Regions from separate parts of the Mus musculus genome. Here all the other regions are linked to region 3. Evidence: chromatin contacts called from public Micro-C and promoter capture Hi-C data. All regions are on one chromosome and are shown on one strand. Each heading gives the region's core, a stretch centred on a gene start, on an enhancer-like site or on the middle of the called end of the contact. The rest is flanking DNA. Distances are from core to core; before and after follow the strand shown.

The links. Promoter capture Hi-C pulls out the DNA fragments that hold promoters and counts their contacts. Hi-C and Micro-C count contacts between places; a contact is called where the count stands out from the background.
Region 1: a Micro-C map of embryonic stem cells shows a contact between it and region 3, with 3 times the contacts expected there. The contact joins the enhancer-like site here to the promoter of Mcur1 in region 3. A contact is called at or near these places in 1 of 15 datasets of contacts at CTCF or cohesin (large pre-B cells), 1 of 484 Hi-C or Micro-C datasets (embryonic stem cells), 5 of 115 datasets of contacts at active chromatin or transcription factors (acute myeloid leukemia, effector CD8 T cells, embryonic basal ganglia and 2 more) and 1 of 9 other capture datasets (macrophages).
Region 2: a contact with region 3 is called in a promoter capture Hi-C map of hematopoietic stem and progenitor cells, with 2.3 times the contacts expected there. The contact joins the enhancer-like site here to the promoter of Mcur1 in region 3. A contact is called at or near these places in 2 of 39 promoter capture datasets (embryonic stem cells and hematopoietic stem and progenitor cells), 4 of 115 datasets of contacts at active chromatin or transcription factors (effector CD8 T cells, large pre-B cells, memory CD8 T cells and 1 more) and 1 of 9 other capture datasets (adipose tissue).
Region 4: a promoter capture Hi-C map of pre-B cells shows a contact between it and region 3. The contact joins the enhancer-like site here to the promoter of Mcur1 in region 3. A contact is called at or near these places in 18 of 39 promoter capture datasets (3T3-L1-derived adipocytes, the C10 cell line, the HPC-7 cell line and 11 more), 1 of 15 datasets of contacts at CTCF or cohesin (large pre-B cells), 49 of 484 Hi-C or Micro-C datasets (B cells, CD4 T cells, CD8 T cells and 38 more), 18 of 115 datasets of contacts at active chromatin or transcription factors (the HPC-7 cell line, acute myeloid leukemia, bone marrow-derived macrophages and 14 more) and 1 of 9 other capture datasets (liver).

What each region holds. Positions count from the first base shown.
Region 1 is chr13:43,211,879-43,216,657 of GRCm38.p6, forward strand. All of the region lies in intron 1 of Gfod1 (glucose-fructose oxidoreductase domain containing 1), which reads right to left. Among named protein-coding and RNA genes, the nearest start is that of Gm40929, 42 kb to the left of the region's middle. Within about 2 kb of position 3,338, at least 92 of the 459 cell types and tissues checked have an H3K27ac peak or open chromatin away from gene starts, as enhancers often do. A contact at or near this core is called in effector CD8 T cells, embryonic stem cells and memory CD8 T cells, where this site is marked.
Region 2 is chr13:43,259,751-43,265,160 of GRCm38.p6, forward strand. The region is part of intron 1 of Gfod1 (glucose-fructose oxidoreductase domain containing 1); the gene reads right to left. LOC115488162 (a long non-coding RNA gene) reads right to left here. Exons shown (of 2, transcript XR_003950633.1): 1 at 1-5,410. Among named protein-coding and RNA genes, the nearest start is that of Gfod1, 42 kb to the right of the region's middle. Within about 2 kb of position 1,706, at least 142 of the 459 cell types and tissues checked have an H3K27ac peak or open chromatin away from gene starts, as enhancers often do. A contact at or near this core is called in effector CD8 T cells, hematopoietic stem and progenitor cells, memory CD8 T cells and 1 more, where this site is marked.
Region 3 is chr13:43,558,148-43,563,585 of GRCm38.p6, forward strand. Mcur1 (mitochondrial calcium uniporter regulator 1) reads right to left here and starts at 2,044. Exons shown (of 9, transcript NM_001081059.3): 1 at 1,622-2,044. The coding sequence starts at 1,979.
Region 4 is chr13:43,188,870-43,194,132 of GRCm38.p6, forward strand. Gm40929 (a long non-coding RNA gene) reads left to right here. Exons shown (of 4, transcript XR_873309.3): 4 at 2,172-2,727. Among named protein-coding and RNA genes, the nearest start is that of Gm40929, 20 kb to the left of the region's middle. Within about 2 kb of position 2,997, at least 94 of the 459 cell types and tissues checked have an H3K27ac peak or open chromatin away from gene starts, as enhancers often do. A contact at or near this core is called in the G1E-ER4 cell line, the HPC-7 cell line, Th1 cells and 15 more, where this site is marked.

The DNA.
Region 1 (4,779 bases), core at 2,088-4,587, 340 kb before region 3:
GGTCTGGCTGTTCCATTTGAGTATCACTTCATCAAGGTCTGTGCGTACTGGCTGGGGCCCCGGGTGCATTGGGGACTGTTATTCTAGTGATCTATTTCCCTTGCCTCCTATAAATGACTGTAAAAGAATTAACAAAATTTCTCAAAAGTCCCAATCAGCGAAGATCAGCCCTCTGGCCTCTGTGTGAGCAACTGAAATGCTCCTCAAATACCATAAAATTTCCTAGCTTTCTAGACTCCTTCTGAGACAGAACTGGACAGACAGAGGAAGCCCTGCACACCTATTAAGAAACCAACACACAACAGACTAACTGGAAAAAGAAGAGTGGGGGCCACGGGATATGGATCTGGTTTGTAAATGCTGTAAGCCCAGCCACTCCATACGTAGGAATGAACCTTGGTTCTTGCTCAAGTTAAAGTCACTACACCCGTTTCTAAGGGCTGCTGTGAGTACAGAATGGGAGTAGCTGACCCAAGGCTGAAAATGACCATAACCAGGCCGGCTGAGGTCAATAACAGATGCAAATAAAAACTGCATGAGTCAGCTCGAACTGCAGGAATCCAAAACAAGTCATTGGCTGAGTACTAAGTGTATGACAAAGCAGTGGCGGGAGGAGGGGACAGGTCTGGAAATCCAAAGAGGTCCCAGGCTCGCCTTGGTGCAGAAGCAGTAACCGGAGGCCCACAAGCTCCCTAAGAGGGTAAAGAGGGTGAAGTGAGCCACAGCCAAGATTTGACACGTGGCACCCATGCCAAGTTCACTTTCTGCCGTGCATAGCCCAGGCAGAGAGACTTTGAAAGCATCACTGCCTGTCTGGAGCAGCCACTGAGGGGGCTAGGCTAGACAAATGTAGGGCAAAGGTGGCCCATTAGCTGCTTCTAGTAAATAAAGCAGGCTTGGTTAGCTACGAGAGGCTGCTGATTAAAAACTCTCTGGCTACATTACAAAACTCAGTTTGGCTGGTTGCTGCTCATAGTTTCATTTGTGTTGAGAGGGGAGAGGGTGTTTCATATAACTCAGGCTGACCTTGAACTCCCGGTGTAGGATCCTCCTGACTCTGCCTCCCAAGTGCTGGGATTATACCCACAAACTGTTTTGATACTGTTCTGGAATTGGAGATTAATCTCAGGGCTTCCTGCATGCTAACAGGCTACTCTACAGACTGGGCTGCATCTCCAGCCTGCGGCTCATGTTTGGATAGGTGTGTGCTTCCATCCTCCTGGTAATAATTATATCCTATCAATAGAGCTCAGCACCTTAAAAACTGAAGATGGGGAGTGAATATTGAGAGGGTATTTACAAAACACTTGACTCTGGACTCAAAATCCCTCAGCAGCCCTGAAGCTAGCTAATGTCTCCTTCTCCTGTAGCCCTTTCTCTTAAAGGGACAGCACTTAGTTTTCCACCTGAGGTGAAGGTTTGGCAAGCCTAATCATTCAGAGTTGAGGCACTGTTCACTGGAGAAGAGAGATGGATAGCACTGCCCCCCTCACTGGCTAGAGAGATGCCTGGTTGGTTGTTTTCTTTGCAAAAATTTGCAAGCAAGGCAGACTGCTTTTAGTGTGGCATAAGACGTCCCTAAAAGCTGATGGGCCTGGGCTTACATGGCCACTGCGACTTCCTTCAGAGCTAGAACAGCCCGTGGTCCTCACAATGGTGTCAGGTGGGGAGGACCCTACCTGCAGATGTGGAAGTAGGGGAGGGATACACTTTTAAAACTGTATGTGTGTGCGTGCATGCATACATGCATGCATGCCATAGCACACATAGGAAAGTCAGAGGACACTTTCGGGGACTGGTTCTATCCTTCTACCAGGTAGGTTCTAGATATGGAACTTAGCTCCTCAAACTTGGTGTCAGCCATCTTGCTGGCTCTAGAATGTCATTGGTTTGTTTGTTTGTTTGTTTGTTTTGAGACAGCCCCCCCTTTTTTTTTTTTACATAGTCCTGGCTGTCTTGGAACTCACTATGTAGACTAAGCTGGCCTAGAACTCCAAAGATCTCCCTGCTTCTGCCTCTGGAGTGCTGGGAGTAAAGGCACACCCCACCATGCCTCGCCTGACATTTTAATACTTTTCCATCCCTATGATACCGTGAGCCCCTTAAAAAGAAGCAGGGATAGAGAAAGTGAATGGCCCCATCCCTGGGAACAGAGTCCCAACAGGGCTGTAGTAGTCTCTCTCCTGCTCTAGTCCTGCCTCCATGGAAGGACTCACTGGTATGAGGCTCTGCAGAGACACAGTCCTGGGAAAAGGCAGCCTGGGGATGCTGGAAAGCCAGTCTCTCATTGGACTTGCCAAGGGCTTAGGCAAAGCCTGTGGGAACATGGCTCCTGTCTTAGACCAACGATATTCCCAAAGATGTGCTGGATACAGACAGTTAGGTGAAGAAGCACTGGCTTGGTTCACTCTGATCCACAGTTGGGGAGGTGGGAAGGGTACCCTCCACTCACCTTCCTCTCACTAACCCCTCCTACCCCCATATTTCCTGATCACACCATTGAGAGACTGACCTGGACTTCCTCGGCTTGTGTGGGTTCACCAATTCTTTGATCTTTGAAAAATGACAAAATCACCAAACAATGCAATTATAGGAACTTATCCCCACCTGAGTGTCACAGGACTGTATTATAACATTTGGAGAGAAATGTAATATTCGATGTGTACTGGACTCCATGACAGTGACTGGCGTGAGAAGGCCACTGCTCCAGCACTGGCTAAACACCCAGCCATAGCAAAACATTCCCTAGAAGGGAGGTCGCTTTATACTGGCCAATACCAGTTAACCTCTACCATCATGCCCGAGTTTCACAGAGGCTCTAAGGTACTTCCTGGTAATTTATAATAAAAGGCAGAACTTGGCTCTGAGGAGACCTTAGAGATGAGTGTAGTTCCAGTGAGATGTAAAAAAAAGAAGAAAAACAATGGCTATCTACCTCTTAGGACCCCTGAGGTGGGAGTCTGATGGGGTTAATACCTTCCTGACCCCCACAATAAATAGTTTCCTGAACTCTCTGGTGCAAAGTAAAATAGTCAACCATGTTTTGTGCAGGTTTATGTACAAAAGAAGATGGAGAGTTTTGTTATAAATCATCTTAAACTCCTCTAGAATTTGTAAACTTCTTGGTCCACGTAGTTGAAGTTTGAATCTATCATTTTATAACTCCATGTTATTTCTCCCAGTCTCAAAAGGCAGACCCCCAGCTCCAGGAAGAAGGATCTCCTAGGATATGGAGGTCAGATTTGCTTAGAGGCAGCAGAGTTCAAATTCCATCCCTGGGGTATCTCAGGGCTGGAAGTCTCCGATAGGAACTGTGGTATTGGTCCGCCTTCTGCACCTGCTGACCAACCAGAAACTGCTACAGATAACCTGGTTGCTTAGCAACTGCTGCAACCCAATGCCCGGGGAGAGCCGAGAAGGTGAGTGTGTTGGATGCAAGGTTGACGGTCTAATGTCAGGCACGTGTTAATCTCAAGATAACACAGGCAAGAGAAATTCTACACAGGCACCTGCTCCCGTGTGCTCTCACCTTAACGAAAGGTAAAGAAGACCAGCAAGCTAACAGTGCCACTGGAAACTGCTTTGCCCCTCCCAGCAACTCCCGCCCCTCCCCCTGCTGCCGCCCTCTCCCCACCCCCCTTCAGTACATCCTCCAGGACTAGCCTTCACAGCTGGAAAGTGGTGGTGGCAGGCAACTTCCTTAAAGTCCACCGTATCTTCCTTCAACCCCTTGCAGCTGGGGTTAGGAAGTTAAGAACCTGAGGTCTACAGAAGACTCTTACCCCCCCCACCCTCCCCCCACCCCCGCACTTGAGCTTAGAGAAGAATTGTTCTGCTTCCCCACCCCACCCCCACACCGGTGGTTTTGTGAGAACTGCCCACATCATCCAACTAGTTCACTGAATAGCTGTGTGCTTGTTGCGTGAAGGCTAAACCCCACAAGTATTAAACACGGGACTGTAGGCGAGGTGTGCTGTCGGCAAAACAAAGCGAGACAAAGGTAACCCAATGCCCCTCCCACTCCACCCCCACTTCTAGAACCTAAATCCTAAAGAACAATGCGGATCAGGAGTTGAAGGTCATCCTCAGCTACAAGGGGAGTCCAAGGCCAGCCTGGGCTACATGAAACTGAGTCTCAGCCTCTCCCACCAAAATACAGCAAACAAAATCTTAAAGAACACAGGTCAAACACAGAAGCACTACCAGAGAAGAATAAAAGCAAACCATCTATAACTGCACCGCCATGCTTGCTCCTCCCTCGCTAGCAGCTTTCTGTTTCCATAACAAAGAGCTGAGGGGAGTGACTTATAAAGAGAAAGGTTTGCGTTGACTCTGTCTTGAAGGTTTCAGCTCACAATCAACTGCTCCCCTTCTCTGAGCCAGTGTGGCACATGGCAGCAGGAACAGGAGAGGTCAAGCTGCCAACCTCACAGCTGGGAACCAAAAGCATCAGGAAGGGGAAGGGTCTGGGGTCTATCCCACTATCCCCCTGAAGAATACACATCCCAGTGACTGGGCTCCATCCCATAAAGCCAAACCATACACACTGTCCAGCTCCGGGTACTGTGTTGTAGCAACGCAAAATGGACCAAGATAAGGCCTACGCTTTCAGAAGGAATTACCAAAATGGAATAAACAGGAAAAGGACATATCCATCAGGATGACAGGCATGGCCTTCAGCACAGTCCTCAACCAGGAAGCACTGGGTCTGCAGTGGAGAGCCAATAACCCCCTGATTAATTGTTACAGCCCTGCCGTAGAGACAAACGGAGGCAACGT
Region 2 (5,410 bases), core at 456-2,955, 300 kb before region 3:
ATATTTATTTATTTATATGTAAGTACACTGTTGCTATCTTCAGACAATCCAGAAGAGGGCGTCAGATCTCCTTATAGGTGGTTGTGAGCCACCATGTGGTTGCTGGGGTTTGAACTCAGGACCTTCAGAAAAGCAGCCGATGCTCTTTAACTGCTGAGCCATCTCTCCAGCCCTCACGATAATGTTTCTGTGAGCGTGCATGTATGCAGTCATGTGAGTACCTGTGTGTGTGCAAAGGTGTGCGTGCATGTGTATGTACACGGCCATGGAGGCGAGGGGACAAGCTTAGGCGACATTCCTCAGGCATTCTTCATCTTTGCTTTTAAGACAAGAACTCCCACTGGCCTGGATCTCACTCAGTAGCCTAGGCTAGCCAGCCAGCCAGTCCCAGAGACCCAACTGTCCCTACTTCCCTAGCACTAACATCACACATGTGTGACAGCGTGCCTAGCTTTACATGGGTTTGGGGGATCAAACACAGCTCCTGGTGCTTCTTTGGCAAGCACTTTATTAATGGAGCCATCTCCCTGGCCCATCATGGTGACCTACTTAAACAATGCTGTCTGTCGGACACACGCCTGCCATGGGCAGTGGACCACATCTACTCAGCAAATATACATGTGTGTGTCTGGAAGGGAACCCTGTACTTTAGTTGCCCATGGTCTGGCCCACATACTTTATAGAACTAGTTCTCTAGAGAACTTATTTAGGCTTGTGGTTTTAGGAGATTTTCATCCACCATGCTAGAAAGGACATGGTAGAGAGAGACTGGGTCTGTGGCATCAGTATAATGCAGCAGAATATGTCATGGAAACCATTCACCTCATAACCGACCAGGAGGCAGAGACCATGCCAGAACCAGGTACTAAGTTATGGCCTTCAAAGACATACCCTGAGTAAACAGCTTCTACCATGCATGCTCAAGCTCCCCAAACTCTCCCAGCCTCCTATTATAGTGCCATCAGCTGGAGGGGATGAACATTCAAAACATGAGCCTGTTGGGGGCTGCAGGGGGTGGGGGTGGGGGGTGGAGCATTTCAGATTCAAACCAGAACAAGAAAGTAGGATTCTAAGAAACAGAAGTCTGATATGCCATCAGAAACCACATGTGCATGCCAAGTCTTTTTATCATGTCACCACCGGCTATTGCACATCCCTTATCATCACCAGACATTTCTCTGTTCACCTTCTAGCTGCCCGAAGGGGAAGCAACTTCCAGCACTCTGGGGCCATCCAGCATTAGGTGGCAAAGATGAGGAACAAACTCTGAAAGGAAGATTGTTGGAAGCCGTGTGCTAGAACGTTAAGCATTTTAAGATGCTTAAAGTTCACTGATTTAATCGCCATTAGGAAGGACCAGAGAAGATTCAAGATCGAAGACGTGATGGTTGGCAAGGGCTGCTGGGACAAAGTACCACAGCCTCACAGTGCTAGAACCTGGAGATCTAAGAGTCAATGTGGGCCCGTCAAATTCTTCTTGGGAGATATGAAAGGAAAACCATCCTATGCCTCTCCCCAGCTTCTGGAAAGGTTTTTCACTTTTTTATTTTTCTCGTGGAATTGAAAGCAGGACTTTGTGCCTGCTGAAGCAAACGCTCTACAGCTAAGCCACACCCTTATAGCTAAGCCACATCCCCAGCTTTACAGCAAAGCCACACCCCAGCTCTACAGCTAAGCCACACCCAAGCTCTATAGCTAAGCCACACCCCCTATAGCTAAGCCACACCCCCAGCTTTACAGCAAAGTCACACCCCAGCTCTACAGCTAAGCCACACCCTATAGCTAAGCCACACCCAAGCTCTATAGCTAAGCCACACCCCCATAGCTAAGCCACACCCAAGCTCTATAGCTAAGCCACACCCCCATAGCTAAGCCACACGCCCAGCCCAACTCTTAAGTTTTTACACATTAGGTCAGGTGGTCTATCTCTTTCTGTGCCTAGTTGACTTTACTGGACCTACGGTCATGTCTGCTGTCCACATCGCCACACATGGCAGGAATTGCTACTTCTTTATGGCTGAATGCATTCTAGCCAGTATGTACGAGTCTTCTGGGCAAAGTCACTCGGAAGGCATGAAATAGGTGAGGGGAAAAGGTGCATGCAACAACGTACATGAGCCAATGTCACAAGCTAAGTCCTATTTCAGCAGCAGACAAGGTCAGCTAGTTGAAGAAGCACAGAGGACCTGAGGCAGGGGATAAGTGCATTCCATCTTGAAGAGGAGGAGGAAGAGGACGAGGAGGAGGAGGAGGAGGGGGAGGAATATACAGAAACATGGTAGGCCCTTGTATCTGAACTTGATTTCTGCAGTTTCAATATTCATGGCTAACCACAGTCCAAAGATATTACATGGAAAATTCCAGAAATAAACAATTTATGTGAGTTTTAAATTGTGTGCTATGACGAAATCTCACAGCATCCCACTCCATCCCACCCAGGATGTGAGTCACGCCTTTGTCCAGCATATCCACTCTGACTCTGCCACCTGCACCTGTTAGTCACTTGGAGGAAGGGGGCGGGGGGACGGGGCTCAAGTCCCCACCCCCTCACTGTTTTTGGTCTCATTGGTCGTCCACCAAATAAGGATATTGAGAACGATTCTAAAAAGGAAATGGAAGTTTCCAAATGCCATAGCAACACGCAGCCTTCCTCAGAGATGCCAAGAGAGGCAGTGTCTGCTGCCTCCCTGAATGCTGTTCATATTTGGCTGTGATGTTCAACACATCCTCGGGCGATTACGGGCAAAGACAGTGACTTCTGATACTAAACTGCCCTGGAATATACAATCTGTCAGTGCAACCATGGGAGGTGATGGCATCTACCTAGGGTTGGACATGAGAGCCTGGTTGTCCCTCTGATAGGCTCTGGGCACCAAGCTCCCCGCCTGTGGAGAGTGAGCCAAAGTCTCTCTACAGCAGGGCTAATTTTAAATGCTGGGATACAAGGCCTGGTGGAGTGATTCCTTCTGACCTTGGAGAGTCAAACATCGGGGCAACTGGGGGCAACTTGGACCAAACTGTAAGCAAAAAAAGGAATTGCCTGGGGAATCAACAAGACATTCCTCAGCCTACAGTGAGCTTATGTCCTACCCCAGAAAATCATTTATAAACAAAATAGCCTCCTAAGCCCTGAAGTGCACCATTTAGGGTACCTAGCCTAGAAAACATTCTAGCTTAGACCCTGAAAAGATGATCCTGCAGAGTTAAGGTTGTGGGGTTGACCAGGAGCTTTGTTTGTTTGCTACCATGGCTCAGCATCACAAGAGAGACTCGGAGCACTTAACACTACCTGGAGAAGACTACACACCATGATTGTAAGGATGCTTCTTACGAAATGCATACTGCCTTCCTACATAGTAAAGCTTTTAAAAAAAAATCACTAGGTAGAACCATTAAGCCAGACTATCTGTATTGAGACTTGGTTTCTTGTGGTCCACAAAAAATAATATGAGAGCTGGAATGATTGTCAACAGTCCTTGCCACTCTGGGCTCAAATCCCCATCCCCCAACAGAATTCCCATGAGTCCCTAGAGCATTGCTGAGCAACTCTATGGTGAAGTCAAAAGTCATGGCTACTACCTGAAGTATGCTTAACAGAGAGACACTTACACTTGCTCCTTCATGGTCTTGCAGAAATAACACTTCCCAATGTACATAAGGCTGAACTCTGAAGCATTCATAGTTATGGGGCTGCTAAACAATCCTCCAGCGACCCCCAGAGTGAAGCAGAAGGGCAGGCAGGCAGGTGTATGTGTGTCTGTGTGTGTGTGTGTGTGTGCGCATGTATATACACATATCCTGCCACCACTACCACCCTCTAAGCAATTCTGTTCCAGACACCTCCCTCCATGTTCTAGAATGCCCAGCTGGGCCATGATTTCCTTACTGACGTCAGTTCCAGGTGTTTCCCCACCCAGTTTTCAAAAGTGCTGGGGAACCGAACCCAGAGCTTCATGCGTTCTAGGCAAGGGCTCTACCAACAGAGCTCTAGCTCCAGCCCCACAGTCCTAACCCCTAACAAAGCCGACATTCCTATTAGAGCAGGCAGTGACTAAGAATCCACTCGCAACCACTCACAGGATGGCTCAGTTCTCCCAGCTCTTACACGTGACCAGGAGTGTGGAGGACTCTCTACCCAGTTGGTTTGTCACAGATCCAACTCTCATATTACAGACTTGTTTCCTGGAGCTGTTATTGTGGGTCTGTTCTGCTTGAACCATCCCTGGAGTCCTGACTCCCTAATGGAAAGTAAGTGTCCAGCAGACCACTTTTTTCAGGATTTAAGCACAGGGGGCTCGGCCTATTGGTTAGCAAAGGGAACTGTGCACCAGTAGCCAGGTCTCACACCTACAAGCAGACCTGTGCAAGCCACATGGGTGAATCCCTAATCCCAAGACGGGTAGTCATCTTGCCACAGCTTGACATTGTCGGACCTGTGGCTGGTCCAATCTGATGTGAGGCTGTGATGACCACACTTGGGGACCACCTGTGGCAATCCTGGACAGATTGTTAATAGTAAAGTTTCTCAGAAACGGGAGTTGGGGAGGGGGGAAGGAGGGCTTGAAATAAGTTCAGGGTCATTCCCCTGGGAACACAAATGAGGAACAAAAATGAGGTTTAATCTAATGTTCAAAATCTCCTTTGCCGGATGCTCCTAACCCTAGACATGGGAAGGGCTTTGTGTGTACATGTTTGTATATGTGTGTGCTGTATCTATGTGTAAACACATGTATGTGCATATAGAGGCCAGAGGATAATGTTGCGATCTCTCTGTCTATCATCCTCGACCTTATTACTTGAGAGGAGTCACTTACAGACCCTGGAGCTCACTTGTTTTGACTAGACCAACTAACTAGTACATTCTAACTAGTTTTCCTGTCTCTACCCCAATTCCATGAGATCTGAACTGGGGCTCTTGTGCTTGAGTAGCAGGCTATTTACTCACTGAGCCACCTCGCCAACCTTAGAAGGGATGTTGATGCTGGCTGGGCCCTCGGCATGACCCACAGGTCTAGAAGGAAGGGAATGGACACATAGTCCGGGAGAAGCCTGGTTGAGGCAATATCCTGGCTTGACTACCTGGGCCTGGTGAGGTCAAGGAGAAGGGCTGGGAGGTCAGCGATGAGGAACAAGAGGTCAGAAAGATCAGGGACTCTATCAAGGTCAGTCCATCCCGAAAAACAAGGAGTCCCCAGGAGGTGGCTTGGCGCTTAATGTGAGAAGACCTCCTAGGTGCTTAAGGGGTGAAGACCAGAGAAGGACAGAAAACTTCCTGAACATTCTATGTCCTGTGGAAAACTTCCTGAACATTCTATGTCCTGTGGAAAACGATACGCTGCCTCCTCCCATCGGAGTTCACCTCCAATTTTGTGAGTGTGGGTTTGCATCAAAACTACCAAAGGGGGCAGGG
Region 3 (5,438 bases), core at 794-3,293:
ATTTCAAGAAAGTTGGCTTCTAAAAAGTAAGGAAAAGGGCTGGCTACTTGCCAATGGGAGTTCAACCCGAGAGGAAAGGGAATGCCACCTTGCCCTGTCACATTGAGGACCCAGTAGTTCTGAATTCCCAGGAATCACAACAGGAAGACATTAACTTGAGGAGTGTTAGAATGTAAGGAGTAATTCTCCTTTTTGGAGACCTTCCTTCGCCATAGCCAAAGGGTATTAAAATCCATAATTGTAAAAGAAGTCCAAAGATACCCTTGAATAGGCTAGAAACCAACTGCAAAATTTCAAGGCACACCATCCTGAGGTAGATCTGTCCCACTGTGGACCTCAGGCACAAAGCCAAACTAACAACCCCGGGGCCAAGAATAAAGGAGCAAAGTGCTGATGGCTTTAAAAGGGGGCACGAAAGTTTCCTAGTGTTTCTGCTGTGTCCCTTAAGATGTACGGAGCCTAACACTAAAACGGCACGATCTTGCTAACACAACGAGAAAGAACCTCCTTCTTTGCTCCCAAACCATAAATTATGAGCAAACACATTGGCAGGCAACAACAGCTTGTGAAAACTACAGCAAGCAGGGGTGTGGTAGCCCAGTCTTTAGTCCCAGTACTTAGGTGGCACGAGGGATCTCTGTGAGTTCGAGGCCAGCTCGGGCTACACAGTTCTCACCTGGTCTCAAGGCAGAACCAATGAAAAGAGCACACAGGATGGCAAGTTATGGGAAAAAGAAACCAGACAGATCTCCAACTCCCAATCCTACAAAACTCGGGCATAAAGCTCACTGCTCATTTTCCTATCTGCATATAAAGCGTCCTTCATTTTTCAGAACTATTAGGAGTTTCTCCTCTAGCCATATGTATTCTTAAATTTTAGATGCAGGTAATTCTCATAGAAAAAAAAATACAGACAACCAAAGCATGGGTGCATATGGCCACTAATGGCCAGAAACAGGTTACTCAAGAAGTAATTAAGCCACGTTTGCTGATTGGCCTGTGCGATAAGATTTTATCTACTATTTACTGTGAGCACATTCCAGCTAGTTTACTTTCTTATGCAGTTCAGCGGTGTCCCTCGCCTCCTTCAATTACCCAAATGACACATCAAAGCTCTGGTCACTCAATTTAAACGCACAGAGTTCTTCAAGTCTAAACATAAAGCCTCTATTTTTCTTTATACTATCTGTCAAATTAGTACAGTAAAATTAGCATGGATAAGTGTGTGTAGTCATATAGAAAAACACCTGCTGCATATCTTGCTTGAAGTAAGCTCCGGAAAGAAAAGATTTTGTTGAACAAATTACCCGAAACAGCTAGTAAAGTGCCAGGCAGAGAATGGGCGACAGCGGGCCATGAATGAATCAATAGTTTGGAATCAAAACGAAATGTCATCTCTTCATTCAGGGATCTGCGCCCCTCGGTCCTGAATGCACCGGCTTCTAGCACTTTTTCCACTTTTCCCTGGCTCCAACAGGTGTGCAAGGGCAGCCCCGAGTACGCGTGTCATCCGGAGCCAGGACACCGGGGCTCTGGGCTGCGAACCCTCGCCCTGGCGGCGTGGCTACAGCCCGGTCACCTGTGTGACCCGCTGTCCCTCCCTCCCTCCGTCCTTTCTCACCTCTCCGGCTGCTCGCAAGCGCGGCCACACGCCGGGCGCCCAGCCGCAGACGGCCCAGCGCGTTCCTGCCGGCGCCGAGCGCGGCCGCGGGGAGAACGAGCCCCGGGCGCGAGCGCTCAGCCAGCGTCCTACGCGGGGCGGTGGCAGTGGCGGTGGCGGCCAGGCGCGGGGAGGGCACGAGCAGGAGGAACAACAGCGGAGACGCGCGGGCCGCCCGTCCGCGAGGCCTCAGCCAGCTTCGTCCACCGGGCAGCGTGGAGACGCCCGGGCGCGCCGGAACTCCGCAGCCGGAGGACGGGAGCCGCTGGCGACTCGGTGTGCGCCTCGGCCGCTCGGCCGCCACGGAGCCGCTGTCCATCCCCGAGCGGGTCACAGGCCCGAGCGCGCACGCAGGTCGCTCCCGCGCGGCCCCGACTCCGAGTCGCCTCGGGAGCGAGCGTGGGCCGCCGCGCAGACCTGCCCTTTCCGCCGTCGCCACGCCTCCTCCCCATCGCCGCGGGCCTCGTCCCCGCCCTCCCTGGCCTCGCCCCTAGTCTGGTCGCCCCAGCCAGGCTCCTCCAGGCTTGCCCTCTGCCGGGTCCGCCTTTACATCCCCACGCCCCTGTTCCCTGCCTGTGGCCTGCCCTAACCTCGTCTCCCAGACAGGAACTAGGGTGAGCCTTAGCCATTTTCCGCTGCAGAATCACGTTGCTCTTTCGGCTCCTACGATTTACAGTTTCATTTCGCAGTTGCCCTTAAGAATGTTAATGGCTCCTTTGCCCTTCGCAGACCTTTGAGAAGTTCTTGACCAAGCTCGACTGGCTTAGATTTTTATTAACTAGCCGGGATCTCAAGTTCCCTAGGGTTGTATTTTAGGGACTTATTTACCGGGCATAGGGAACTATGCTTTCAGAGTCCATACACTCACAGCTAAATTTCCAGTTTTGATTTTGCTTTTCGTTTTTGAGACAAAGTTTCACTATGTAGCCTCCACTGTCCTGGAACTCTCTATGTAGACCAAGCAGACCTTGCCCGCTGACTGACGCGATTAAAGGCATGGACCACCACTTGGGACTACAGTTTTTGTTTTGGGTTAGAGCACATTAAAAGGTCCTAGTGTGGAAACGTAAAACGTAGTAGGGATATGAATGTTAAACTAGACTATGGCATAATAAGATATTTGAGACAGGCAGTGTTTTAGTTCCGAACTTTTTGAAAGACTGCTGCACTTTGCAGTTACCGGTCCTTTGTGTTATTTTGAGAAAGTTTGTTGGATGGATGAATAACAAGTACAAGGGACTATGCTGGGACAGAGAGAGGGAGGGGAAGGAAGGGGAGGGGAGGGGAGGGGAGGGGAGGAGAGGGGAGGAGAAAGAGAGAGAGAGGGAGGAGGACAGAGGAGAAAATGAAAGGACAAGACTGCCCCTCAGTATGTTGGTGGAGAGAGTCGCCAGAAAAGGGAAAGCATAGCCAGAGGCAAGAGACATCTGGGAAAGTCCAGAGGGTTGAACATGACCTTGAGCCTGGTCACGTGGGAGAAGTAGGAGGAGAGAGAGGCGAGCCAGGAGTTTAAAGGGTAGAGAAAAGGGGTTAGGTCACTAAAATGGTTGGATTATATGAAGAAGGGCATCTAAGAGAAGGGCAGCCCAGTCCCTGGACTGGAGACGTTAGGGTAGAGGGCAGACTAGGGCAAGGATCGGGTTAAGTAGTAAGCACTGACAGATGCTAAGAGAACCAGGGGCCAGGCCCGCTTTGAGGTGTTAAACAAGCACCTTAGTTAGCCCTTTGTCCTGGGTTTAAGACCTAACAGTTGTGTTCCTGAAGTGACCAGTACTTAGCGTTCCTCCTCCTCCTCCTCCTCCTCCTCCTCCTCCTCCTCCTCCTCCTCTTTTTTTAGCTAAGGGCTAAAAAATGTAGACAAACTGATGTGGAAAGTGCTGGGACCCATAATAAAAGAGCAGAGCTCTGGGCAGAGGAGTGTGTAAACAGATGCGGAAGACAGGTGCAGGTGACTACAACATGCAAATAATTTAAAAATTAGGTACAAGTCCGACACTTAAAAGGTTAAAATATCAGTTTGTAAAGTGGCAGGTAACACAAAATATTCACCTACAGCCTTTCCTGTTGATGAATGTTGCTCAACACCCAGCTCGGAAAATGTAATCGAAGGAAATAATCCAGAAACACTAGAAACCTATTCGTTTAGACCATAAGGAGTTTTTATTTTTATAGGTCAAAAGTGTTGAACATTTGGTAATTTCCTATAGGTTGGTCTAATACATGCACAAAGGAAAGACTAGATGTGGTGGAGCAGTCCCAGCTTGCTGGAGTGGAGGCAGAAGGATCAGGAGTTCACGTGCATTCTTGACTGCATAGCAAGTTCAAGGCCAGTGTAGAATACAAAAGATAGAGTCTGTGTGTGTACTCCCGTGTGCATGTGTGCTGGAGTGTGTAAATTATGTGCCATTATTTGTGACTGGAAAAGTGAACAGATAAAATGCACCCTGTTAGAGGCATGGTCACAGGACAGTGGCATAAACATGAGTCTTTAAAGTTGACATATAATTTGCAAACATTAAAGCCCACACATTTTATATGCTTAATAATTGTAGGTAACAATAGCATATACCACCCAAAGAATGCTGGGCCATTTTCCTTTCTCTGGAATATTCCTTTGTGCTCCTTTTCAGTTTCCGAAATCACCAACCCAACAAGAGGTACCCGGCTTGGATTTCAATCCCACGGACTGGTTTCCTTTGGGTCTTGGACTTCATACAAGTGGAATCCTGCATAAAACCCTGACGAGGGTCTGATGCCTTCCGTGAAAGTCATCTCTGCTGCATCAAGGGCTATGTTCATTATTAAATACTACCTCACTGTAAGACTAACAGTGACCACGCAGTTATCCATTCTCCTAGTGGCCGACACGTGGTCTATTTCTACCCTGAGTAAATCACTGTGTGGACATATGTCTTAACCTGTCTTATGGAAAATATCTAAGACTCAAACTGCTAAACCACATGATGATTGTAATTGAAACTTGTAGATAGCGATGAATTGTTTTTTCAAACGGATGCCATCCTTTTATACTCCCACCAGCAATGTGTGGGATTTCCAGGACTTCTCATCCTTGGCAGGTTGAGGATTTCTGCCCCTTTTTGGAAGTGTAACACTGCCTGCTGGAGTTTTCAGAGCAACTACCTAAAGGGGAGAGCCCCATGTGACGCTGACGTTTTCACGTTTGGGGAACATCAACTCTAAGTAGATTTTGAGGAGCTAAATATGTCTACTGTAGTCCCTACAGCACCCTGTTATAAGATACAGTCAAAATATACAAAATGTAATATTAAAAAAATGTTCAAATCACCAAAAAGGGAGACTGAAAGGGACAACAACAACAAAAAACCCACAGAGGAAAAAAAAAATGGCAGGCCTACATCCAAACATGCCAATAATTACATTAAATATATAAATGTTCACAGTGAGAAGTTGACAAACTTTAAAAAAAATCCATATACCAAATATTTTGGCTTTCTGGGCCACATGCAATCCATGTAAGATATTTTCTATTTCAGAAACAGGCCAGTGTTTTGGATTTTACCAGAGAGCTATAATTTGTCAACCTCCACTTTCAACACACCAATTAGAAGAGATGGTGGGCATGAACTTAAAACAAATCTCTCAAAAAGTTAATAAATAAACGAATATTAATTAAATTAAAAATAGACAAATATAAAATTTAAATGGACCACAAAAAATTAAAGAAGAATGAACCATGACTTAAGAAACACTTCAAGAAATGTGTGTGAATACAATGTAGCTGGGTTCAAATTAACCA
Region 4 (5,263 bases), core at 1,747-4,246, 370 kb before region 3:
ATGTCTCTGGTTAGGTTAGTTGCTAGAGGTTTGGGTGGATTTGGCTGGTTTGTGTTTGTCTTTCTTTTTCTTTCTTTCTTTTTTTTTTTTTTTTTTTTGTTGTTGTTGTTGTTGTTGTTGTTTGTTAGTTTAGCAACTGTGAGTGGACTTTTTTTCCTGATTCCTTTCTCAGCAACTTTTTTTGTAGAAAAACTACTTTCCTCTCCTGTTGTATCTTACCATCTGGCTGAAAGCACTTATCATATTCATGAGTTTGATTTTAGAATCTGTAAGAGTATTTGAAATATAAGAATTGTGTGCTCTGCAAATAGGGATAATATGACTTGTTTTCCCACTTGCATCCCTTGTATTTCTTGTAGCATCGCTCTAAGGCTTTGAGTGCTATATTTAAAGAGTGGCAAGACTGACCCCCTGACTTTTCCCTGCATTAGAGGACCTGCTCTGTGTTTACCATTAGTGTTGGCTACCGCTTTGTCATGTGTGACCTTTATTGTGTTGAGATTTCTTCTTTTTATTCCTAGTTTCTTGAAGCCATTTTAAATCTTTTTAAAATTTTTATGTCTATGGGTATTTTGGCTGTATGTATATCTGTGCATCATATGCATACAGTGCTGGGGGTGGGGGGGCAGAAGAGGGCATTAGATCCCTGGGACTGGAACAATTACAAGCCACCATGTCAGTGCTGGGAATTGAACCCAAGTCCCTAGAAGAGCAGCCAGTGTTCCTAACTACCGAGCCATTTCTCTGGTCCTTCGGAGGCTTTTTACTATGAAGGGATGTAGAACTTTGTCAAATGCCTTTTCTGCTGTGAGATGACCAGGTAATTTCTAACCTTAAGCTTATTTACATGCTGGGTTTCATTTACTGATTTGTGTACGTCGAGTCAATCTCGTGTCTCTGGAACAAAGCCATCTGTTCATAGTGCATGATCTTAATGCAGTACTGCATTTGGCTCACAAGATCTTATCGTGAACTTCTGCATCTTCATTCACTGGAGAAACTGTCACATAGTTTTCCTTCTTTCTTGTATCCTCATCCAGCTTTGCTATCAGGGCAATTGTGGTTCCATAGAATGGGTTTGATGGTGTCCCTTCTCCTTTTAGTTTAAGAAACAGTTTGGGGAGCATTGGGGGTAACTTTTGAAAGATTTAGGGAGATTTATTACTGCCTTGAATGGTTATTAGGGACCTGCTTGTGTATTTATATTTGGTTTAATTAAAACTTTTTTCCTGCCGGGTGTGGTGGCGCATGCCTTTAATCCCAGCACTTGGGAGGCAGAGGCAGAGGCAGGCGGATTTCTGAGTTCGAGGCCAGCCTGGTCTACAAAGTGAGTTCCAGGTCAGCCAGGGCTATACAGAGAAACCCTGTCTTGACAAAGCAACAACAACAACAAAAACCCTTTTATCCTTTTGATTTCTTCATTGCTCTATTAATTATTCAAGAGAACATACCTAGTTCCCTTGTACAGTTTCTAAAGTTCCCCTTGTTCCCAGTTTCTAGTACTATTCTACTATCACTAACAGAGGAGGCATATAAAGTTACAAATTCATACACTGAATAGCTCAAAGATCTTCACAGGGCAGCATTTTAAAACATCCCTGTGATACAACAGGGTTTATAGTAGGAAACTGTAGTTGCTACCGTTCCCCTTGTTCCCAGTTTCTAGTATTTCTCTGCTATTCCTAACAGAGGAGGTGTATACTTCTCCTCACCATCGGCCTCTTCCTCATTTTAAGTATTTTCATGTGTACCTTGTTATTTGTACATCCTTATAAAAATTGTACATTATAAACTTATACATTTAATTGTGATATTTCATGTATTAACATACTTTGGTTATAAGATTTTACTTGTTTAATTTTTGAGACTTATTTTGTGGCCTAAAGTAGTCTGTGCTAGACAATGTTCCCTGTGTGATGAGAAGAATATACATTCCACAGCTCTTGGATGTCATGTGTTGTACCATGCTTAGTCTTAGGCAAATGTGTGAGAAGCAGCAGAGTGTAATGTCCTGTAAATGGCTGGTTTGTTTAGTCTATAGTATAATTTAACCCTAGCATTCTTTGCTGCTTTATGTTACGATAGCTTTGGGTTCTTCATCAGTCTGTTGTTGAAAGTGGGTACATATTCTCTCCAAGAGTCAGAGTATTAGCATTCATCTCTTCTTACAGAGCTAATCATGTCTTCAAGAGGACGGGGAAAGGGAAAGAGGCTAAGGAGGCCGGGGAGGAGACCCATCATCGATCGGCAGGAGATGAAGTGAAGGGGATACAGCATGTGTCAGGTGACCAGGAAACAAAAATGACTGAAAAGCACTCAGTCTGCATGGATGGTTTGGATGCATGGTGGGTCCAATGGCAGGATGGATGGACGGACAGATATAAGCAAGAAAGAGAGGCTGCTCGAAAGTAAAGGAGAACCTGGATGTCACAGGAAATCCAGCAAGGCAGGAGATCCAGATCTGACCCACAGAATGGGTTAGGGAGTCCCAGGGATAAGAAGCCAGAGACTCCCCTGTTGAGCTTCCAGCTCTGTGGGTCAGGCAGGCTATGCTGGGAACTTCCACAGAAACATTCTCGTGTAGGAAGAGAAAGGAGACTGGAATGACAGGTTCTCTGGCTGCTGAGAAGGGCAAAGAGGCCCTGTGTATGCCAAAAGATAAATGGCACACACTGAGTGGTAAGGGGCCAAAAGATCCAGGACAGGTGACAGGAGAGGGTGAAGTAGAGGCTTTTGTATCTTTGGGGGGGGGGAGGCTGAAGGGGGGGGGCGATTTGCAAATGGGAAAAGCACCAAGAAAGGAGGGACCCAAGAGATGGCACTTACTTAAAACACAGTGGTAGACATAGAACATTTCTTTCAGCAACTGCCAACAGCTTGCTAGCTTTGGACAGCCAGATTTCATAAACTTCCTGCAGAAACTCCTCCTCCATTCTTTCTCACCGCTGTCCTCCTCATACAGGCTGTTCTTGAATCACAGATTAAAGGCTGTCGGCCGCAAATAGCTCCTCTCCCACGTCCCACGTAGCTCCCGCGTAGCTCATGTGAGTTCGCTTATCTGCATAGCCTTCCGTTATCTTGGATGCCCAGCTCTCTGGCCCTTACATCCGTTTTCTCCCTTTCATCTATTCTTACCCTTGACATGCTCCAATCCTTTTGCGGCTGCCCTCTCTTCCCCTTACCGTCCCTGTTATGGCCAGCCCCGCCCTCTTTTCCCTCCCACCTCCTTTGTGACCTGCTACATGTTGTCCCTTCACAGCTGGATTTCCACACAGCTGCTATTCCGGGGCCAGTTCTGTCTCCTGCTTTGTGCCAGGAACCTGAGTATCAAGTTAGCTTAGCACACTTAAAAGCCACTTCATCTGTTGGTGAACTTGTCCCAGATGAAACCCAAGAACATAGTGGGTCTTTAGGCTGACTGCATGACACCGGGTCATAGATCTGCTTCGTCCTTGCTGGTGGAGTATCTGAAGCAATTATGATTAACCCTTCCCAAGTGGGTCTCTAGCCTTACCCTAACCTAGCCCTGATCGAGACTCTTTCGTTCTTTATTAGTGGCTTGGGGTGGTTTTACTAAGCCTTAACTTTGTACACAAGCACCCCCCCCCCATCACCTTAGGGTCCCTCTTGGTTTTGTTTTTTGTTTTGTTGTTGTTTTTGGTTTTTTTGTTTTTGTTTCGAGATAGGATTTATCTGTGTAGCTCTGGCTGTCCTGGAACTCACGCTGTAGACCATGCTGGCCTCGAACTCAGAAATCCACCTGCCTCTGCCTCCCAAGGGCTGGGATTAAAGGCATTCACCACCACTACCTGGCCTTTGGGTTGTATTGTAATAAGAATTCTTGATTGTAAAAACTGTTGTTTTGAGTTGCTGACTGAAGGTTTGTAAAAACATCATGAAATTGGGGCTGACATTACAGACTACAATAAGTTTAACTGCATTTACGTTGCCTTGACATTGGACTTGGTATTTTAAAACATTTGGGGGGATGTGGGTGGGTGCCACACATGCATATGGAGGTCAGAGGACAACCCTTGAAAGCTGGCTTTCTCCTCCTTCCATCCATGATCTGTCAAAGATCAAACTCTGGTTGTCCGGCTTAGCAGTAAGACCTTCACCCACCAAGCTGTCTCACCCACCCAGGGTTGGTATAAATAACCCAGAGATGATTTAACGTTTATGGGAGGACCGTGTAGGTGCTGTGGTATACCCTCCATTTTACAGAGGGGACCTGAGCATCCATGGGCTTAAGCGCATGTGTGGATGCTGGATCAAATCCCCCCTTGGATACCAAGGGACTATAATTGCCTGAGAAAGCCTCCCTTGAGTGACTTATCCTATTTTCACAGATGGCTAGAGGGAAAGAGTGTGGTTTGATCTGTATGTAATTAGCAGATAAAGGTATTTCTGTAATTAGTACAACATTTGAGAGGAAGCCCAAGCAACCAGGTCAGATTCCGTGGCGTTATCTTGCAGACCTGTGGTTGAGCCTCAGTCATCGCTGAAGTCACCCCTCAGGAATTTACCCAGCAGATGCAGACTGAGAGATAACAGTCAAAGGAAGCCTGACTTGAACAAGCAGGCAAAGGCATTTGAAGGGCTTTAACTGGCACCGATTTCTTAGAGCAGTGTTTGGTTCTAGCGAGCTGCAAAGCTGTGTGTGTTTGTGACTTGGCGCCAACCCTGTGGAAGGGTGTGTCCTTTCTGTCTCATCTAGATCTCTTGAACCGTCTTTCAATGGGAGCAAAGTCCAGAGAGCCCCAGGCAAAGGGACCTTTCCCACTCAGGGAAAGAACAAGGCAGATGTGGCTCAGTTAGTGGGACCTTATTGCTTACATTAAGGCGATGCTATTTCTCCCACCTTAATAAAATTTCTTCATACTTTGCATACATGTAATTCATCATAAAATACGTCAGTCATTTCGTTTTTCAAATGGAGCCAACCAGACTTGTCATGATAGGTTCTAAAATACATGAGATTTAAAACAACACTAAACAAAATCCCAGCACTTGAGAGGCAGAGGCAAGTAAATTTACTTGGTTGCATAGTGAGTTTCAGGACAGGTACTCAAACTCACTATGTACAGACTGCCAGAAAAAAAAAAAGGAAGGGAAACTAGAAGGTGGGTCTGTTTATGGGTTGGGATGCGTTGACAGACAGACATGAGAGGATATGTGAAGTTCTCTTGACCCATGAGGAGCCTAGATGGCATGCTGAGAAACCGGCCATTGCATTGAGCAGTCACCGGCCATTGCATTGAGC